2 separate regions of the Ovis aries genome follow, and region 2 is linked to region 1. A link is a contact called in public Hi-C data. All regions are on one chromosome and are shown on one strand. Each heading gives the region's core, a stretch centred on a gene start, on an enhancer-like site or on the middle of the called end of the contact. The rest is flanking DNA. Distances are from core to core; before and after follow the strand shown.

What was found. A called contact is a pair of places that touch in the nucleus more often than the background predicts.
Region 2: a Hi-C map of hypothalamus shows a contact between it and region 1, with 4 times the contacts expected there. The contact joins the promoter of SLC17A6 here to the enhancer-like site in region 1. A contact is called at or near these places in 3 of 16 Hi-C or Micro-C datasets (hypothalamus, omental adipose tissue and skin fibroblasts).

The regions. Positions count from the first base shown.
Region 1 is chr21:19,586,310-19,589,901 of ARS-UI_Ramb_v3.0, reverse strand. The region is part of intron 7 of GAS2 (growth arrest specific 2); the gene reads left to right. Among named protein-coding and RNA genes, the nearest start is that of SVIP, 35 kb to the right of the region's middle. Within about 2 kb of position 1,406, at least 8 of the 54 cell types and tissues checked have an H3K27ac peak or open chromatin away from gene starts, as enhancers often do. A contact at or near this core is called in hypothalamus, where this site is marked.
Region 2 is chr21:20,006,072-20,009,527 of ARS-UI_Ramb_v3.0, reverse strand. SLC17A6 (solute carrier family 17 member 6) reads left to right here and starts at 1,527. Exons shown (of 12, transcript XM_004019439.6): 1 at 1,527-2,255. The coding sequence starts at 2,170. The region is part of intron 1 of LOC121817469 (a long non-coding RNA gene); the gene reads right to left.

The DNA of each region.
Region 1 (3,592 bases), core at 157-2,656:
GGAATCTCCACACTGTTCTCCATGGTGGCTGTTCTAGTTTGCATTCCCACCAACAGTGTAAGAGGGTTCCCTTTTCTCCACACCCTCTCCAGCATTTATTTGAACCCATGTATCTTGCATCCCCTGTACTGGCAGGCAGATACTTTACCACCGCACCAAATTTCTATGAATGTCACCCTTGCATGGAAATGCTGTTTATGGAGATAGACAAAAACAGGTTGCTGCCTCTGTCACTGAAGTCACAAAATCACAAAAGGAATAGACCACAGATTGGATGGGATGTTAATGGCTTTGGTGGGCTGCAAGCTTGTGTCTCCTTCAGTGGCAAGCTTTACTTTCGTAACCTTCTCCACAACTATTTGGCATTTTCAGTTCTGTCTTTGAGGACTTATCAAAAAGTGAGAAAAGGCATCTCAAACTACTGAAAATGTGACTCTCATGGTCACTACCCTATGGATTCTCAACACTTGCTGCATATTAGAATAACCTGGAGACCTTTAAGAAAACTCCCCTTCATGAGAAATGCTTGATTTAATTAGCCTGGGGTAGGGCCTTCATTTTCCCATATGAATTATTTTTCCCTAACAGCAGGAAATGGGCACAAATTGTTTTTGCAACTGATGCAATACATTTATAGCACTTATCTCTGTTTGGTGAGGAAGAATAGAAATTAAGATAAAATCCCTAACCTCAAAAAGCTCACAGACTTTGGGCTCTCTGAAATGTATAATATGAATCTCGCTTCTGGTGCTCATTATGCTGTCTGACCCTGGCCAGGCTGTTTGATCTTCTTCATCCTTGGAAATTAAACTACAAAAGGAAAAAGCTAATACATTCCACATGAGATGATTAAAAGTATTAAGTAAGTGAGAAAATGCTCAACAAAGAGTGACAAATATGATCAACATCATTATTATAAATGACAGATGTATAATTTATATAATTGCATATAATATATGCAGTTTATGTTCATATATATAATTATATATATGCATACTCACATGTACACTGAATATTTGTTATGTAGAGAAACAACTATTTAAGAATACAAAAGATTTATTCAGAAAACAGGGGGCTTCCCTGTGGCTCAGATGTAAGGAATCTGCCTGCAATGCAGGAGACCCAGGTTTGATCCCTGATTTAGAAGGATCCCCAGAGAAGGAAATGGCAACCCACTCGTCTTCTTGCCTGGAGAATTCCATGGACAGAGGAGACTGGCAGGGTACACTGTTCAGAAAACAAAGGCAGCTTAATAACTTTAAGTCCAGTAAAAGAAATACATGGCATTGGTGAGAATTGTTGGGGAAATCATGTTTACTTCTTTTGTTCCAAGAGAATTTAGACAATGTTCAGGGGTGAAGCCATGCACTTATGTGCTGCTGCCACCTAGAGTCCAGATCTAACAACTGCAGTCTTGCTATGCCTTCCTTTCGTTGCCTGGTATTCAGGGTTGGAAACCGGCTTGGTACCTTGATAATCATTTTGAAACAGATGTTAAATGACATTGAAGTGTATCTGTAGGAATTTGTTTCCCTTCCCTTTTCAAGTATGTAATAGTGAATTCCTGCCGCCCCAAGCAGAATGGGTTACTGGCTTCTTGCTGGTCAGGTGACTTGTCTGTCTTTAATGTGTCAGGGCATATCTGCAACATGAAATGGTGTCTATTTCCTCCTCAGTTTTGTGTTTTAGCAAAGCATTGCTGATCTACAGGAAGAAGGAATGCTGTCAGCACTTGTCCTCTGTTACCACAATAAAATGTTTCTATTTTGTTGTTCAGGCACTAAGTTGTGTCCGTGGACTGTAGCACGCCAGACTCCTCGGCACACTGCCTCCCAGGGTTTGCTCAAATTCATATCCAGTTATTTCTATAGGAAAGTGTTATTTGGTGAGTTTTGCATGTTGTGTGATCTGATGAGAATTTTTTTTTTCTTAAACAGGAGTGGTTTCAATATGATTTGGCTTCATATGAAGAGCCATATGATAGAGAGCAAGGTTTCTTAAATTTGACGCAATTGACATAGTGGACCAGACAGTCCTTACTGTGGGGGGCTGTCCTGTGCCTTGTGCTGCTGCTGCTGCCAAGTCACAACTGTTCGAGGAGGTTTAGAAGCATCTGTGGCCTCTGCCTCCTAGATGCCAGAGCAACTCCCCCTCCTAGTGGAGAAAACCAAAAATGTCTCCAGAAATAACCAAATGCCCTTGGGTTAAGAAACACAAATGCGAAACCATATTATGGTAATTACGTACAAATAGGTGATTTTTATGCTTTTTAGTTTTTAAAATATTTTTTAAACTGGAGTACAATTGCTTTACAATGATATGCTAGTTTCTGTTATACAATCAAGTGAATCATAAACACACACACACATTATCCCCTCCTTCTTGGACTTCTTTTCCACCCCCTTCATCCCACCCTTCAAGGTCATCACAGAGCACCGAACTAAGCTTCCTGTGCTTTAAAGTGGGTTCCCACTAGCTAGCTATTTTATGATAACAATGACGCCCCCCCACCCCGCCCCGCCCACACGTCCATTCTCTACGTCTGTGTCTCTACTCACGTCTTGGAAATAGGTTCATCTGTATCGTTTTTCCAGATTTGGCACGTATGCATTAATGTACAGTACTTGCTCTTTTTGACTTCACTCTGACAAACTCCAGGTCCATCCATATCTCTACTGCTGCTGCTGCTGCTGCTAAGTTGCTTCAGTCGTGTCTGACTCTGTGCTACCCCAGAGACCGCAGCCCACCAGGCTCCCCCGTCCCTGGGATTCTCCAGGCAAGAACACTGGAGTGGGTTGCCATTTCCTTCTCCAATGCATGAAAGTGCAAAGTAAAAGTGAAGTCGCTCAGTCATGTCCGACTCCTAGCGACCCCATGGACTGCAGCCTACCAGGCTCCTCCATCCATGGGATTTTCCAGGCAAGAGTACTGGAGTGGGGTGCCATTGCCTTCTCCGCCATATCTCTACAAATGACCCAGTTTCATTAAGTCTAGTGTTTGCACTAGTTGGAGACAGATTATATGATGCCTGGTGAATTGTCAGCAAATTCAATCCATCTATTCATTGATTTTTTAAATTCAAATGAGTGGTCTGAATTTGAATCCCAGTTCTGCTACTTTCTAAATTTTGTGATTAAATAACTTAACATATCGAGGTTTAATTTTCTTCTACTCTAAACTGGAGAGTAGCTATATCTACTTCAAGAAATTAGTATGAAAATAAATGAGATGTCACATTTAAATCCTTAGCACAGTGTCTGCTAATTAGTAAGTACTCAATAATTATTTGTTATTGTTTAATAGATGTTTTTATTTAGTGCTTTGTGCTGGGGATCATACCAGTCACTAAAGAGGTAATGCTAGTTAACCTGTTTTTCCAAAATAGATTAAAGTTGTGATGGAGAAAGAAGTTAAATGAAGGTTTACATAATTCTTTTGACTACTATTGTGATAGGTGAAGAAGAGGAAGGTGAACCTATTAGGTGTCATTTTATCAGGAATGACGCTAACATGACAGATGTTTTTAGAAAATCGACTGCTAGTCAATAGTCAGTCAGCTGCAGTAGAGAAAAACCCTACTTCCTGAGGCCAT
Region 2 (3,456 bases), core at 278-2,777, 420 kb before region 1:
TGATCACCTTTGGGGATGGATACTGTTTTGAGGCATTCCAGAGTTTTAGGAAAATCTTGTTTAGTATACTAATAGAATATATATATACACACATACAAATGCACATCAAAATAAGAGAAAGATGCCCTCCAGTTTCCTTTCTTTTATTATATTCTTAATAAAATATAATTTGATAAATGTTAAATTTAATAATAGCAGATGGCCTCAGCTACTTTTGAAATTTTTCCACTATCCATTCAGTACATGCATATTCATTGTTTTATTTGGCCTATCTGGAGAATATTCTTACATGATTCTGTATTTAGATGCATATTTCTGAGACTTGGTACCAGAATCCCTAAGAAAAATCTACTCCCCCTGTTGGTTTAAAGGAAATTCAAGGATTTTGACTTTGAGAATGTAGCTCAAGGACAATCTGTTTTGTAACTATTTGCCTGAATTACATCTAAGAGGTTTGTGATTCATGTCAAATGCATTAATAATTAACATTAATCTTGCATATTTCCTCACTTTGCTTAATGAAGTAGATTCATTGGTGCCATACTTACATACCTGAGAGCAAATGCCTTTCACGAATGTCACTGTAATTCTGCTTTAGAAGAAGATGTTACAAAATAAAAAATTTATATTTGAAAAGATTGTAATTTAAAATAAATCTTGAAAGTATCATCAGCAACAATTTGTTTAAAAGCACAAGGTGTAGCCACAAATGTCCTCAATATATTGATATTTTAGTACTGTGTGTGCTGAAAATTAGTTAAAAGTGAAGAAGCATACAATTCCAAGGAATTTATATTAAACTGCTTGTCTTTTATTCAACCAAGATCACTGAGGAACAACTATTCTTTAAAAAAAAAAATTTCTCTACTCTCTCTCTCTCTCCCTCTCTCTGCCTTTTTCTGTCTCTATTATTCCTTTTTCTTGCTTCCTCCTTCTCTTTCTTCCTTTCTACCTTTTTTTTTTCTCTTACCTTTCAGGGGTTAAAACAAAATATATGAACAATATAATTATGCAGTTTGTGTATATATAATTTATATTAAAGGGAGCCCATGTGCCCCAAATCCCACAAACATACGTAAAATATGTTGTAATCTTCCTTCCCTGAAACAGTCAGAGTTGGCATCAGCATGCTGGGCACAATGTAGCAAACTAGAAGTAACTTGTCAATTTTTAATAAAATCTTTCTCCCTTGCAGAGCTAAATGCACCATTCTCCCTGAAAACCCTGGCGACGATGACATCTTCTCACTTGGTTTCCATAGCATCCATTCCTGAATCCCCAGTATGGTCCTTGGTCAGGGCCATCCTTCCAGTTCCCCTAGAAAGTTGGCAACCTGACCAGCCAAAAGAAACCGCCCCTTTTCCGAAGACTTACTCTGTCCGTGGTGCTGAACCATTTTGCCAAGAAGCGCCCAGACGGGCGCTGTCAGCGGTGCTGAAAAAAATCTTTCCTGACGCTGCCCAAATCACAACAGTGTATCTGTTATTTACTCACGTCCTCAAAGAGCAGCAAGCTTTCTCCATCTTAATTCGACTCTACCGCAGAGCAGAGTTTGCGCTGGCGTGATGGGAGGAGATCATGGGCAAGAAGGGAAAACTAACAGCGGCATCGCTCACCTGAGACCTAAGATGCTCCCATGAGTTTCGGAGGTGCTCTGCTTCTTACAGCAAAGGCACCATTTTAAAAAGTACTATTCTTTTGACTTCGTCCTTACACAAGATTTCTGTGATATTTCCACCCGCGTTAGAAAGGCAGAGGGTTTGTCAGCAACAAGGCTTTTAAAACCGAGGATTTACATTGTTTTCGAGAGGACTGACTTCCAGGACAAGGAGTCATCTGCACCCGCTCAAATACCATGGCACTGCGTGCGCCCTTTGCCACCGGATCCTCCCCTTCCAATGAGACTTTCTGATTGTGTCTACCAACTCTCCTATTAGGAAACCCGTGGGTTGCATGCAGCTATTCTGTTGTATTCTCGTTCTCACTCTCCCTCCCCTCTCTCACTAGCACTCTAGCAAGAGGCACACCGATACCATTCTGCTGAGGAGGAGAAAAAAAAAAAAAAACACCTACAACTACCTTAAGCGATTAAGACAATATGCGCAACTCTCGCCTTTCATAGCGATCTCTGTTTAAATCTGGCAAGAGCCGACACCAAGCTTTGCAAGAATGGAGTCGGTAAAACAAAGGATTTTGACACCAGGAAAAGAGGGGCTAAAGAATTTTGCTGGAAAATCCCTCGGCCAGATCTACAGGTAAGGGAAAGCAAACCTATGTTTGCCTGGGACTCAGCATGAAAAAAAAAAAATCTGCAGAGCTATTTCCTTAAACCCTGGTTGCTTAGATATTGTAATACGATCAGAAAATCTTTCTTTTTGCTCATTGCTGAAGTGAGGCTGCTCTGGAAACCTACTTATTAATTCAGGAATGTTGCACTAAATTAACCTGTCTGCTGTTTGTGTGTGTGTCTGTGTGATTTTTGCTGTGGTACCTGCAGATTCTTATCCTTTCCTACTGAGGATTTATCCTTTTTACAATTGAGAAATGACCTGCACCTGTTCAAAGAGCCTTTCTTTTGTTGCTTATAGTGACACCAAATTAAATTCCTTTAATGCAGAAAAAGGAAAAAATAACACAACCACCTAAAAAATTAATAAAATTCTGAAGAGTAGTGGCAGAAAGAAAGCTGGGTTTTAGTTTCAAAACCACTTAGAGAATCCCCCAGTGGAATCTTCCTTCTGGAGTGAAGGAATAATCAAAATATATCAATAATTGATAGCAATAGCAGTTCCTCTTTGTAAATCTGAAACAATGTATATATATTTTTAATTATTTGATCTCTCTTAAATGTCTATTTCTTGTGTGGGAAATATCACAGTGCTTTTAAGAAGAGCCATAATAATAATCAGCCAAATGACTTTGAAAGTATTAGAAACGTTTTAAAATTTTAAATCCTCTCTGTAGTCACTGTACTATTCTGTAAATTTTACAACTTTAAATCTGTTCAGGAATATGACACAAATACACCCTTTCTTAATAACAGGAGCAAAATCAAGAAGAAAGGGCAGAAACAAAAGGAGAAATGATTCTAAGAGAGTGCTAATCTTCAAACTTGGTAAATTGAATCCTTTGGAAATGTATAGGAAATGTAAAGAAAATGACTAATGCACGTCCCAGTTTTCCCAATCTCTCCAGCTCTGGTGGGCTTCTTGTAGGCACCATCATGCACCTATGCGGCAGTAAATACTGCAAGGGCCCTGCAGTTCCACAGATGCCCTGGAAAGAGCTATCTTTCCCAGCCCAACTGCCATCAGTGGGGAGTTCAGGTGCAGAGTTTAACTTTGCATATATGAGCAAATGAAGCCAATGTGAAAAAAAGAATCTCATTAATGGAATTTTACTCTCCTAAAATAAATACATTGCCATATGCTCTAATGCTGGAATTAGACTTTAGGA